Regions from separate parts of the Sus scrofa genome. Here region 2 is linked to region 1. Evidence: chromatin contacts called from public HiChIP or PLAC-seq data. All regions are on one chromosome and are shown on one strand. Each heading gives the region's core, a stretch centred on a gene start, on an enhancer-like site or on the middle of the called end of the contact. The rest is flanking DNA. Distances are from core to core; before and after follow the strand shown. Region 1 holds the start of TMEM53 (transmembrane protein 53). Region 2 holds the start of ERI3 (ERI1 exoribonuclease 3).

The links. HiChIP or PLAC-seq counts read pairs in DNA pulled down with a chosen protein or histone mark.
Region 2: a contact with region 1 is called in an H3K27ac HiChIP or PLAC-seq map of alveolar macrophages. The contact joins the promoter of ERI3 here to the promoter of TMEM53 in region 1. A contact is called at or near these places in 2 of 2 datasets of contacts at active chromatin or transcription factors (alveolar macrophages and skeletal muscle).

The regions. Positions count from the first base shown.
Region 1 is chr6:166,639,945-166,646,684 of Sscrofa11.1, forward strand. It overlaps TMEM53 (transmembrane protein 53), which reads left to right and starts at 5,159. Exons shown (of 3, transcript XM_003482099.4): 1 at 5,159-5,438. The coding sequence starts at 5,378. C6H1orf228 reads right to left here and starts at 5,057. Exons shown (of 18, transcript XM_021096783.1): 1 at 4,863-5,057; 2 at 4,099-4,191.
Region 2 is chr6:166,953,348-166,960,044 of Sscrofa11.1, forward strand. ERI3 (ERI1 exoribonuclease 3) reads left to right here and starts at 3,894. Exons shown (of 8, transcript XM_021096801.1): 1 at 3,894-3,966. It overlaps LOC106507672 (a long non-coding RNA gene), which reads right to left and starts at 3,823. Exons shown (of 2, transcript XR_001303830.2): 1 at 3,618-3,823.

The DNA.
Region 1 (6,740 bases), core at 3,909-6,408:
GGTTCTTCTTCTTCCAGGAAAGGAAGATCACAAGCATCTCAAAAGCGCCCGCTCTTGTGCTAACGCCAGCGGTCCTTAGCGACAAGCAAGAGACGTATTAAAATCAAAGATCACTAGGTCCTGTTTCTAAATAAAATTTCTCAGAGGGCTTCCTCCCCGCCCCCCACCAGCCCTACATCAAAAGACACGTTTCTAAAAACACGAGGCCTCCAAGGCATGGGCTGCCAGCCTGGCTCTCTGTCCCCACCTGGCCTCGGACTCAACAAAGCAGTCCTGTTCTTGCACGGTCCACCTGCACAGTGGGACAGAGGCCTTCTCCCAGCCGGTCCACCTGCACAGTGGGACAGAGGCCTTCTCCCAGCCCGACTCCTCACTCTCAGCTCCTCAATCCGAGAGAGGAGGAGGAGGAGGAGGGAGGGAGGGAGAAGGGGGCAGAGAGTGGAGAGAGAAGGAAACACCCCCCTCCTGACTTCAGGCCCAGCCAAAGAGGGCGTCCTGGCCTTTACTTCCACCTCGGGGCCCCAGGCGCCACCGACTGTCACCCCCTTCCCTCTGTTCCCCACTCACACCCTCCTCACACAGCCCTCCTGCCACGCGTCCGGCGCCCGCAGACGCCCTGTGCCCCGTCTCTCACCCACAGCCAGCACCGTTCCCTCCATCCTCTCTCCGGGACCATCGTCCCGTCTCCTGCCCGTAAACCCACTGTGGGCACCATCTCCCCAGACCTACCTTAAATCTCTATCCACCACCACCCTCTGCCTCTTCCCGGACTCGCTTCTGCACCCAGCTCCCCGGCCGGCCCGCCCGCTCTCCCCACGAAGCGCGACTCCCCAGGTCCTCTGGGTCCACCGCGGTCTCTGCCCACGATCCCCTCACCCTCCACTGCTGTTTCTTCCTCACCCTGATTGCCTGCCCTTCCCTCCTTTGCCCACCTTCTCACTCTGCCCTCCAAAACCTCTCCTCCAGATCCGCAGAGCCTCCCCACCCTGAACTGCCCCACCCGCGCTCTGCCCACCTTCAGCCTGCCCTGAAAGCCAGCTCTGCCTCCGGGCGCCACTCTGCAGCGCCGACTCGGCTGGAGGCTGCTCACACGCTCACACCTCAGGGATCTCCAAGAGAGCGGCTAGTGCCTCCTCACCAAAGCCCAGCCCAGCTCCTTAGTCCACCCTCTCCTTGTAAAAACCCTTTGCTACGTTAGGGTCATGCCATGCAGCTGTATGGACCGCTGCCTCTCCTCTCGCCGTCCTCCACAGGTTCCAGAACCACCTGCTTTATTCGTCAAGGACCTTGGTTCTCAACTCACAAGCATCCTCTTCCCTTTTCCCTCCTCAAATCCTGCCATCGTCTGGGAGGATTTCAATGGCCATGCCACATCTTCATTATCTTTTTTTTTTTTTTTTTTTTTTGTCTTTTAGGGTTAGGGTTAGGCATATGGAGGTTCCCAGGCTAGGGGTCCAATCGGAGCTATAGCTGCTGGCCTACGCCAGAGCCACAGCAACGCCAGATCCAAGCCGCATCTGCGACCTACACCACAGCTCATGGCAACGCCAGATCCTTAACCCACTGCGAGAGGCCAGGGATCGAACCTGCAACCTCATGGTTCCTCGTCGGATTCGTTTCTGCTGCACCACAACAGGAACTCCTTGATTATCTTCTTAACTCCCCTCTGGCCACCTGCCACCATGGCCAAACCCTGGACCTCGTCACCACCTGAAACTACTCAAATTTCATTACTCTCCACTTTTTTTTTTTTTCTCTTTATGGCCACACCTGAGGCATATGGAAGTTTCCAGGCTAGGGAACTGCTGCTGCCGGCTTACACCATGGCCGGATCCTTAACCCACTGAGCGAGGCCAGGGACCTAACCTGCATTCTCATGGACACTAGTCGGGTTCTCAACTCACTGAGCCACAAGCGGAATTCCTCATTACTCCATTTGTGAACCATAACTCTCTCCTTCAAGATATGGGTTCTCTGACTTCCTTGGAACCCCTAGCGCACAACGTTTTTATACCCCCCCAGGCAGTTCAGGGTCTAGGGTCCTCCATCCCAATCACCCTTTTGCCAGGATTCTCAATTCCTTGACTTTGTTCTTCCATTTCATTCCCTGGATGAAATTCACACCTGGACCAATTCAGTTCACCTCTGTACTTACCAGTAGGTGGCTGAATACTCTTGGGGGAAAAATTTAGAGCACACAACCATGGAGACTGCTGCTGCTACAAATTAATGGTCACCAAGCTCGATAGGGCTCGTAACTGCCCAGAAATCTGTATGCTACCTGTCATCTTGCTCCCACTGGCCATTAGAGCTACTTCAGTCCTTCTCTGTCCCCTCAACCTCGTACACCATCTCCAGTCCCTCTCTACGGGGCTACATCATGTGCCTACTTGGCAGAAAAAAACGGAAAGCACCAAACCAGAATTCTCTCAACGTCCTGCCACCACATCTACTAACGTACTAATTTCACATGCTTCCCTTCTGTCACAATGCAAATATCCCTTTATTTTATTACTTTATTTTTTGCTTTTTTGGGCCACACCTGCGGCACATGGAGGTTCCCAGGCTAGGAGTCAAATCAGAGCTGCAGCTGCCCGTCGACACCACAGCCACAGCAACGCGGGATCCAAGCCACGCCTGCGACCTACACCACAGCTCACGGCAAGGCTGGATCCTTAACCCACTGAGCAAGGCCAGGGATCGACCCTGCGTCCTCACGGATGCTGGTCAGATTCATTAACCACTGAGCCACGATGGGAACTCCACAAATATCCCTTTAAACAAACTTCTCCATCAGTGCTTTGGATTCCCTACCTTATTCTTTTTCTGGGGGTGCCATTCTGTCAGTTATCTCCTCTCCCCTATAATATTATCTTTTTCCTCTTTGCTGGATCCATGCCAACGGCATCTCTCCCATTTGAATAAAAACTTGTTTCTCCTTCCAGCTACTGCTTTCTCTCTTTTCTCCCAAAGAGTCAAACTTCTTGAAAGCGCAGCCTTCACTTCTTCACCTTCCCACGCCCTTCTCAACTCACTGTAATGCAACCTCTGCTCCCAGCACTCCACTGAATCTGCTTTTACAAAGGTTAACTACCACTTCCTTGTTTCTAAAACCAGTGGATTTTTTTCAGGCCTTATTTCACTTGATTAGTCATCAGCCTCCAGCACTTTCCTCCCTTGGTTTCTGGAAAACCACGTTCTTCTACTACTGATTATTTAACTGCTCTAGACACTTCATCTCAATTACCTTTGCAGATTCAACCGTCTTTGCCAGAACCTCAAATATGGGTGCTTCTTAGGGCTTTGTTCGAGGCCCGCTTCTCTTCTTATTTTATATATACCCTCTGGGCAAGCCCCGAATCCATCCACTGGTGTGACTGCCATCTATAAGGCACCACAGACTACCCATTTTTATTTCCAGTTTAGACTTATCTTGCAAATTCCAGTCCAGGACTCCTGGACACTTCCACCTGGATGACCCACTGGCGCCGCAAACTCACCATGCCCAGAGCTGACCCTCTCTTAAAAACGCTGTTTGCCCAAGCCAGGAATTTAGACGTCATTCTCCATTCTTCCCACTTACCCCACATCCAACCAGTCGCCAAGTTCAGTTCTTTAAACTCATAAGTGACTAAGGAATCCATCCCTTCCTCTTCATTCCTGTTAGTTCTCCAAGCTTCTGGCTACCACAATCCTTACTGAAACAATTACTGAAACAACTTCCTCATTGGTCTCCCTCCTCCCAACCCCCAATCCATTCTTGTCATTGATCTTTCTAAAACAAATCTGGAGTTCTCTTGTGGCCACAGCAGGTTAAGGATACGGTGTTGTCACCATAGAGTCACTGCTGTGGCGCAGGTTCAATTCCAGCCCCGGTAATTTTCACATGCCACAGGCATAGCCAAGAAAAACAAAGACACAAATCTGATTGTTACTATTTTGCTTAAAGCCCTGCAGACTCCCCATTGTCCTCAGAATAAAGTCTAAGCTCTTGTGCTCATCGGTGTAAATGCACTGGAAAATTTTTCCATCAGTAAGATTTACCCATAAGCTCAGAGCTGAGCTTGACATCAAAGACCTTCCAGGATCTGGGCCTACCTGTTCTTCCAAGGTTGCTCTCCCATTGTCTCTCTTCTGTCCAGAGATGCTCATAATTCCTGGTATAGCTTCTCACTTTCCTCTCTCTGAGTCCTGCAAGGATTCGTATCTCCCAGCATCTTTCAAAGCCCAGCTTAAGAGGCATCCACACTGCCATAAATGCCCCTTTTTATCCTGAGCTGCTAAAATCCTTAGGGCCTACTCTTATGTAGTATTTTATCCCTTGCACAGAATTACAGTTGACTCCTGCTCAAGACTTATGGAAGTCAAGGCCAAGAAATGTAATCCTCACTAGAGTCCACCTACAAAACAGGTGCTCAGGATTTTTTTTTGTCTTTTTGCCTTTTCTAGGGCCGCTCCCGCGGCATAGGGAGGTTCCCAGGCTAGGGGTCTAATCGGAGCTCTAGCCACCCGCCTACACCAGAGCCACAGCAACTCGGGATCCGAGCCGCGTCTGCAACCCACACCACAGCTCACGGCAACTACGGATCCTTAACCCACTGAGCAAGGCCAGGGATGGAACCCACAACCTCATGGTTCCTAGTCGGATTCGTTAACCACTGCGCCATGACGGGAACTCCAGGAAACATTTTTTAAGTGCGGGAATAAATGTAAGAAAACTGTACTGCTTAACCCCTTTTGTCCCGCACGAACAGGACATTCTCTAAAGTCTTCCCAGGAGATACCACCTCCTCTGCATCCCACCCACCCAGCAGCCAAAATATGCCTCCATCCACCGGGGGGGCGGATGGGCTAGCACGCACCCCTTTGGCCGTTTTGTACGGTTTTCTACCTCCAGCCCTCGGAGTTGCGGCTGGTGGAAGACAGTAGAGGCAGCTAGCTAATGTAACTCAAAGGACACTGCTGTCCCCTTCGTAGGATAACACGCGGTTGGGACGGGAAACCTTTCCCATCCCCAGAACATAGCAGCTCTCCCGCAGACTCTTACCGACGCAGGACGGTAGCGACTCTTCCTGACCGGCGTCTTGGCTGGCCAATACTTGACCGAGATCAAGAGAGTCAGCCAATGGCGGTGGGCCAGGGATAGAGTGGGGCGGGGCGCTGTTGCTATGGCCGAGCTAGCCGGTTGCAGCGAGAGGCTCTGAAAGAGACTCGGTGGTTGCTAGGGCGGGAGGTCACAGAGCGCAGCTCAGGGATTGGGCAGCGTCGAGGGAGGTGGGTGGTGATTGGGCGGCGCCCAGGAGGCGCCCTGGTGAGGCGCGGACTTGCGAGCGTGAGTTCCGGCGAGAGGCCCGAGCTGAGGGCCCGCGGCTTCACGATGGCCTCGGCCCAGCTGGACTACACCATCGAGATCCCGGATCAGTCCTGCCGGAGCCAGGGTATGGAGCGGGGGTTGGGTCCGATCGTGGGGAGGTGACGGAGCGAGTCGTGGGCAGCAAGCGCAGCTGTGGCCCCGCCCCTCTTGCAGCCCCGCCCCCTCGCGGCCCACCCGCTCCTGGGGTCCCGCAGGTCCTGGACTTGGTCCGGCCAGAGAGCCCCGCCCCCTAGTCAGCCCCGCCCCAGAATGTTCGCCGCGTCCAAGCCCCGCCCCTTCACTGCGTCTCCGCCCACCTCCCCCAACCCAGCTTGGAGGTCTTTTCACCGTCTGTTTAGTGGGAGTTTTCCGGTCCCTGCCCGGGTTTCTCTCCTGGTAGCTGAAGGCTGCCGAGGGCGGGGGCCCCCCTGATTCCACTTTTGGGGGGCGGGATTCCCACTGCTGTTGTTGTTAGGGGTCCGGCCTTTTTAGTCCCACCATTTTCCCCGAGGTCTTTGCAGAAGCCCACCTTCATCCCTCCCTCTCCACTCCTCCTGGAAGTGGTTAACCGCCGTGTCTGCCAGGAGGTAGAAGGTGGTTCACACCTGACTCCTCTCTTTAGTAGCTGGGTGACCTCTGGCAGTCTTCCTCCGGCTCTTTGCCTGGATTTCCTCATCTGCAAAACCGAGGCACCAATAGTCACCTCCCTCGTAGGGTTGTTGGTTGCGCAAGTGAGATTATTTGTGTAAAGGACCCAGCAGAGGGCCTGGCACGGAGTGTGTTTAGTGATTAACCTTTTCCTTCCTATCAGAAAGGTGTGGGGGAGGCACCACCAAACCAGTAGCCTATAGAGCAGGTCTGGATCACTGGCAGTGTGAGTAGGATCAGGGGCCCAGGGCATGGAAAGTTTAGCCCAGGTGGGGAATTACGGTAGAGGAGCCTTGAAGCACACGCCAGCCTGAACTACACGTGCATTCCTCCACACGCCTTCACACCTCCCTTAGCACAGCCAGCAGCAGCTCAGCCTTTTCCGCTGCCACCATGGCATTCTTCCTAATGCCCAGGTTTGATTTTCTCACTGTTCTGTGTAAAACCCTTCAGTGGCTCCTTCTTGCCCGCAGGATAAATCAGGTCCAGATTCTTTAGCCCGCATTCAGAGTCCTTTATAATTTAGCGGCGTCCCTGCTTCTCGCTTTCATCCCTATGTCCTTCCACTGTTCAATTTAAGTTTTATGTTCTGGCGGCCCCAAGCTGCTTGTGAGTCTCTGCACACTTCTTGCTTCTTTGCTTTTGCTCTCGCTGCCTCCTCTCGAATGTCCTTTCCCCCGTGCCGTGCCACACTGCCACCTCCCCTGTCTGGTTTATCATGTCAGGCTTTGCTCAGATG
Region 2 (6,697 bases), core at 2,644-5,143, 310 kb after region 1:
AGAAAAAGGCTAATAAGAAAAATATTAAACTGCAGTGTGTGCGTCCCCAGGGACTTCCTGTTGCCATGACTGATCTCCCGGAGAGCGCCATTCGTTCCCGAGCATGGCAGCTTTATAGGCACTTGTAGGCCTGCAAAGAACACCAATTTGCTGCTACAGTTTGTTTTGATAACTGAAAGTTTCAATAAATCTATATTAAAATCAAAGGGAAAATTAACTAGGCCCCAGTGAGGGGCACAGAGATAAGGGAGCACATTACCACCCTGGCCTCAGCCACCCCACATCCATCTCTTGGTTCAGATTCAGGTCACCAGGGAGATGAATGGCTCAGACTCATGGGGAAGAGCCCCGGGGAAAGCAGGGCAAAGAAGGCACGGTCAGAAGGCACGGTCGGGTCTAGCCCCCACTGCTCTTGGAGGGAAGACTGTGGCGAGGGAGTCGGGGGCGAGGGGGTGCTTGCGGTGGGAAGAGGAGTTGGAAAAGGGGTGGAGGAGGGGCCAGAATCACAGCAACAGCCAATGTTTACTAAGTCTTTATGCAGGATGCTGCACTAGGCATTTCAATTCCACCAACAAGTGCGTCCCATTATTATCTACACTATATAGAGATGAAGCCACGGAGCCTCAGAGAATATGTCACTTGCCTAAGTCCCAGGGAGAGCCAGGACTCAAACCCTGGTGGGCTCTCTCTGAGCTCCCACTCCTCCTAACTCTCTTATGAAGCTTACGGGGACTGAGAATGGCAGGCGTTTTCCAGTTTTTCTCAGATAAAATGGTTTCAGACCCAGCCTGGGTTCTCTCAGTTGTGACAAGTTTGGGGGCTGCCATGTACTGTCCTTGAGTCTTGGGTTCTCTGCCCTTCACTTGCTGAGTAAGGTCTCAACTTTTATGGCCATCTTGCTGTTTTTCTAGTGGTTTGATGGGACAGCAGGAGAACCAATGAGGTCCTCTTTGGCCTTTGCTCTCAGGGTTCACTTTTTTTTTTAAATTACTCAGTGAATTTTATTATGCTTACCGTTGTACAACGATCGTCACAACCCAATTTTACAGCATTTCTATCCCACAACCCCAGTGCATCTCCCCACCCCCGAACCCGTCTCCTTTGGAAACCGTAAGGTTTTCAAAGTCTGTGTGTCAGTATCTGTTCTGCAAAGAAGTTCATTGTGTCCTTTTTTTAGATTCCACATGTCAGGGATAGCACATGATGTTGGTGTCTCACTGTCTGACTGACTTCACTAAGCATGATAATTTCTAGGCCCATCCAAGTTGCTGCAAATGCTCAGGGTTCACTTTTGCTCAGCCACTTAACCCAGCAGCCAGGCTAGAGGTTTACCCAGGGTGTATCTGTGCCTGTATTGGACTCAGTTCACCGGCCTCCAAAAATTCACTTGCCCCACCTGCATGCCCTACCCAGGGCCTTGGCCCCCGTTTTTTGGACAGGCCAGCGGCTACTATTATTGTCTCATTTACAAACACATCTGGCTGTGTTAGCTTCCTTTGGGAGGACAGTTAGGTCTTGACAGAGCTTCTAATGTGCCCACTGTGGTGGGACAGCAGTGGCCTGATTTGACTGAACTATAGGTTCCTCTCACCATTTTTGGTCTCAGACGAACCACTATGCTTTGGGTGTGGGGTCTGGTGCCCCCTGTGGCCACCAGAGTGGTGAGGTGATGCAACCCTTCTTTTCTCCCTAAGAAGTGAAGGTTCTTCATGGTCTGTATGACAGAGCAACTAAGTAGTTTTTTTTTTTATTTTTTTGTCTTTTGTCTTTTTAGGGCCACACCTGTGGCATAGGGAGGTTCCCAGGCTAGGGGTCTAATCGGAGCTGTAGCCACCAGCCTCGCCACAGCCACAGCAACGTGGGATCTGAGCCACATCTGTGACCTACACCACAGCTCACAGCAATGCTGGATCCTTAGCCCACCGAACAAGGCCAGGAATCGAACCCGAAACCTCATGGTTCCTAGTCGGATTCGTTTGCGCTGCGCCACAATGGGTACTCCCTAGCTGTGGTTTTTTTTTTTTTGGTCATACTATTTATATTTTCTTTCCTTCCTTCCCTGACTCACTTCCCTTTCCCCTCTTATTCTTGTGGTCCTGGGATTATACTTCCTGATGAAATCTTACCACCTCAGCTTTGCTTCAGGCTCTGTTTTCTAGGGAACCAGAGAACACGAGGAATCACAATATAGCCAAAGGCTTGAGGGAGCCAAGGCTGGGTTAGGCAGCAGTGTGAGGCACCAAATATATACTGAGCTCTTAAACTGTCCTATTATTTCAAAGCCTTTTGCCTGGTCTCTGTCCAAAAGGAGCTTACAATCTGGTGAGGCCCTGGAAATTGTTCAGATGGGCTTAGAGCACTAAGGAGGAAAAACACATTTTGGGGAAGTCCAGGGGACCATGGAAGGCTCCACTGTGGATGGGCCTTAAAGAAAGTCTCCAGTCCTCACAGTGGAGGTTTACATCATTCTTATAACCAAGAAGCCGGCTGTGCCCGAGACGCAGGACACACTCAGGATGCAACAAAGCCAGAGAGAAGACAGGGCACCTTAGGGCCTCTTGTCGAACCTTATTTACCTATTTACTTCTTTGTTTATTGTCTGCTCTTTCTCCCCCTCCTCGATATAAAAGCTCCTTGAGGGTACAGGTTTGGTGTCTTATCTACCGTGAGTCCTCAGCAACAGAAACAGTGCCTGACACTTAGCAGAGGCACCATAAATATGGCGACTGATTCACTCATCTGGGGTTAACATCCAGATAACATTAAGGGAGGAGACTGTGATCCAGCTCCAAGACTCAAGGAGTAGGCAGATGTGCCTCTCTTTTACTGACCTCGGGTTAAGTGGCACTTGTCCCTGATGGCGCCTTCCCTCATTTCTTCACATTTACCGTGTGCCTGCTTTGTGCCCGGCACTGTGCCCGGTATAACTGACACAGCACGAAGCACACGGAAGTAACGCCGACCTTGAGGCAGCTTAGAGACTTGAGGGAGCGACAACGACAGCACACAGACAATTATAAAGCAATGTGATCAGTGCTGTCGCTGCTGAGAGGAATTCGCTAATTCCTCGCGTGGGTTACGGAAGGCAGGCCCCGACTGGGGGAGCGCCCGGCTTTCCCGACTCAGGTGGGACCTCTTCTGACGCTGAGGTCAGATCTCGGAGGAGACAGGGCCCGGAAACGGCCCTGTTTTCTTACGAGAACCAGGCAGACGGCAGGCACAGGGCGTGCGGCCTGAGGCTGGGCCCAGAACACGGTCCCCGGCCCGGCCGAGGCCGCGGTCTCCCAGCTCAGGACCCGGTGCCTGCGACTTCCCAGAGAGGCACGACCAAGGCGAGGACGCCACCTCCGGCTTCGGCGCGGAGCGGCGGAGGGTGGAAGCCGCCAGGGCTGAGGCCGCAGCCCTTCTCACGACGAGGCAGCCGCCCAACACCTCAGCTCCCGCTTCTTTGCGAAGGCCCTTCAGAACCTCAGCATTTTCTCCTTCGCCCAAGGGCCCCTCCTCTGCGGTCTCCCCCGGGCCCACCCGAGACCGTGACGATAATGAGGACTTGCTGAAGGCCCGCATCCTTGGAAGGTGACATCTAAATACCTGTCGCCTCGTGAGACTAGACTCACCTCGTGAGAACAGTGGAAGGTGGAAAAACAGAAGTGGGGGCCTTGGGTCGTCTAGGCCTTTAGGAAGTGTCGGGTTTTTTCAAAAAAATTTCTTTCACAGCTGGGAAGCGAGGCCCCCTTCACTTTCTTCTAAGTACGTGCAACCTCGAAACTACAAGTCCCACAAGGCCGGCCCGGGGCGCCACCATCTTGACACAGCTTAGCGCGCATGTCGGCGGGAGGGAGAGCGTTTGGGGAGAAGAACCCCGCCTCCTTGCAGCCCATTGGTCGAGGGGGCCGGCAGCGGGCTCAGCGGTTGGCCACCGCGCCCGCCCGTCCGTCACGTCGGCGGGGGTCAGAGTGCGCGGAGGTGAGTCGGTGTGTTGTGGACTCGTGGTGCTGGCTGCCGCTGTTGAGGCGGCCGGGAACGGGCGGTGGGGAGCGGGCGGAGCTGGCCCTGCTTCTGCCTGGCCGGCGCCGCAGTCGGCGCGGGCCGCGCCCGCCGCCGTAAACTGCCCTGAGCGCCTGCTCAGGCCGAGGGAGACGTCGGGGCCTGCACCTGGAGCGAGCCTGCCGCGCTGGCCCCGAGGAGGGGGCGTTGCCATGGCGACAGCCTCTCCCGCAGCTGAAGGGGGGCGGGGGCGGCCCTGGGAAGGAGGGCTGGTCTCCTGGCCCCCTGCTCCTCCCCTTACTCTCCCCTGGACTTGGATGGGCCCGAGTTGGGGGCAGCACCCCGGGGTGGGTGATGCGGAGAGGCCCCCCAGATTGGGCCCTGGTCATGCATGCGGGGTGAGGGTCGCGGCGCGCAGTTTGTGCAGCCTGGGGTGCTCGCCCATGTGCTCACCCTGGGTGCACGAGCCACTGAGTAACGTTCTGGTGGAGAGGGAGAGGGGCAGGGCTTTGCAAGACAGACCCGCCGAGGTGATTAAGGGTGCTGACTTCTTTCCTGGGATTACTTAGGAGGAGGAAGAGGGGTTTGACTAAAGAGGTTAGAAACCCCGCGAGGAGATAGTAGATGGAACATCCCCTTTACCCACTCCCCATCCCCTAGGCAGACACACAAGGTTAGCTGTTTCCTTCTTAGAAAGTCTGTAGCGATGGCGATAGTGATGGTGGAAGGAGTGAATAAGGAGGGCTAACCTGGCTAGCTTTCTGTTTGCTTTTCCTGCAAGTGTTCCAGCAACAGGTGTTTCCTTAAAACAAAAAGGCATGAACTTGGATCGGGGCTTGACTGTGAACTCTTGTAAAGTATAACTGCGACGTGTTGCCTCGGGAGCTTCTGAATGTGGCCCCTCACTGGGGATGTGGATTCTGTCTTTAGGTCTGGATTTTGCAAAATGATAGTGCCCATCGTTACCTGTGCTGTAAGTCGCTGGCCAGGTCTCTGGTATTAGTTCTTGTCAGAGGTTTTATCGGTCTCCCAGCTGAAGGGCAAAAAACCAGGAATCCCATTGGCTCAAGACTATGTACACTGTTTGAACTCGTGAGTTGTGATGGGTTGGATGATTTTTGTGTGTAGAGTTCCTACGGGAAATTGGCTTCATCAAATTCTGCTTTATTCTGACTTTATCATACACAGCATGCCTTGTTTTAGTGGGTTCATGCCTGGAGCCTAAGTATATTATACCTGAATCCCCTACCATTTAAAAGGCAATTTATAAACAGGGTCTTGGAGTGTGACCCCACTAATGTGTGTGTCTGTGGTCTTGGTTAGAAACCCACTTGGCTGCCTGTCGTCAGAGAGGTGGGGGCCGTGTGGTGGGGGAAGGTAGCTGCTGGGAAGTGATTGATAAGGTTTCCTTGATGGATTCTGTGGTGCTTCACTGGAGCTCAGAGCACTTTGGCAACTTAAGCACTCCAAATTAAAAGCTCATTAACAATTCCTGCCCAAAGATCCTGTAAATAATCGGCTAGCTAGGTCACAGAGCTTGGCTGAAAGCTCTCCTTCTAACTTGAAATTTCCAAATAAAAGTGCTTTTATTCCCTTTCATTTTGGAAAGTGTTTTCTTTGGGTTGGGGTAGATTGGTGAGTGGCATTTTCCCAGGGGATCTGCGCAGGATAAAGTGTTGAGAATGTAGAGTGGTGGACAGGAATAGGTTGCTTCTAAACCTAGGAGTTTCTTTGTTCAAAGGATGTTGCTAGCTCTTAAGGGCACCTTTGCAACTTCTAGTCCTTTGGAAGATCTGATTGGTAAAAGGCATTAAGACTTACGTGACCTGAAGAGAAACCAGAGCGTGGAAGATTTGCGAATTAAGTGATAAAAATGATCGGTACTCATTGATAATTTGACTTGGAGTTTGGTTATCTTGACTTTTTTAGAACTTGAGGCAGACCTGGATGTATCCTGCAAGCATTTCATGTGTGGCCATTTGCAGTGTGGCCTGTAGCTTTGTGGCACCCACCCCTTCCTCCAGTCCTGGCCTCAGCTCCTGACTTCTGAATATTGTTAGCCTTTACAAGTGCCCCCTCCTTGACTAGACTAGGATTCTGGATTATCCTCAGAGCCACCACTTCATGGTCATCCTTCTCAGTCCAAGCTCAGATGTTTTAAATGTTTAGTGTTTCTAGGTTAAGATAAACTCCTTAGGAAGAAAAGTATGCCAGCAGAGTACATGAAATTCATCATTCTTAAAATATGTACAGTTGACCATTGAAAAATGCAGGGCTTAGGGATGCTGACACCCCCCTCCACAGTTGAAAATCTGCTTATAACTTTTGACTTCCCCCAGAGTTTACTAATTGCTTACTGTTGACCAGGAGCCTTGCTGATAACATAAGCAATTGATTGACATATTTTGGAATGTTAGATGTATATCTACATGTATTTAATGCATTCATAACATCTTAACTTTTTCTTAAAATTGTTTTGGTTTTTCTAGGCTATGTGATCTAGCTGCAAGTTTTTTTCCAAGTTGTCACAAATTTCCAAGAAAATACCCATTATATTTATTGAAAAACATCTGCATATGATTCGACCCACAGAGTTCAAACCTGTGTTATTCAAGGGTCAACTCTAGTACCAGTAGCTTCTGAAAGCTCTGTACCAGCCCTGTGCTTCCCCATAGATAGCCGTTACGCCAAAGGAGTTTGATTTAGGAGT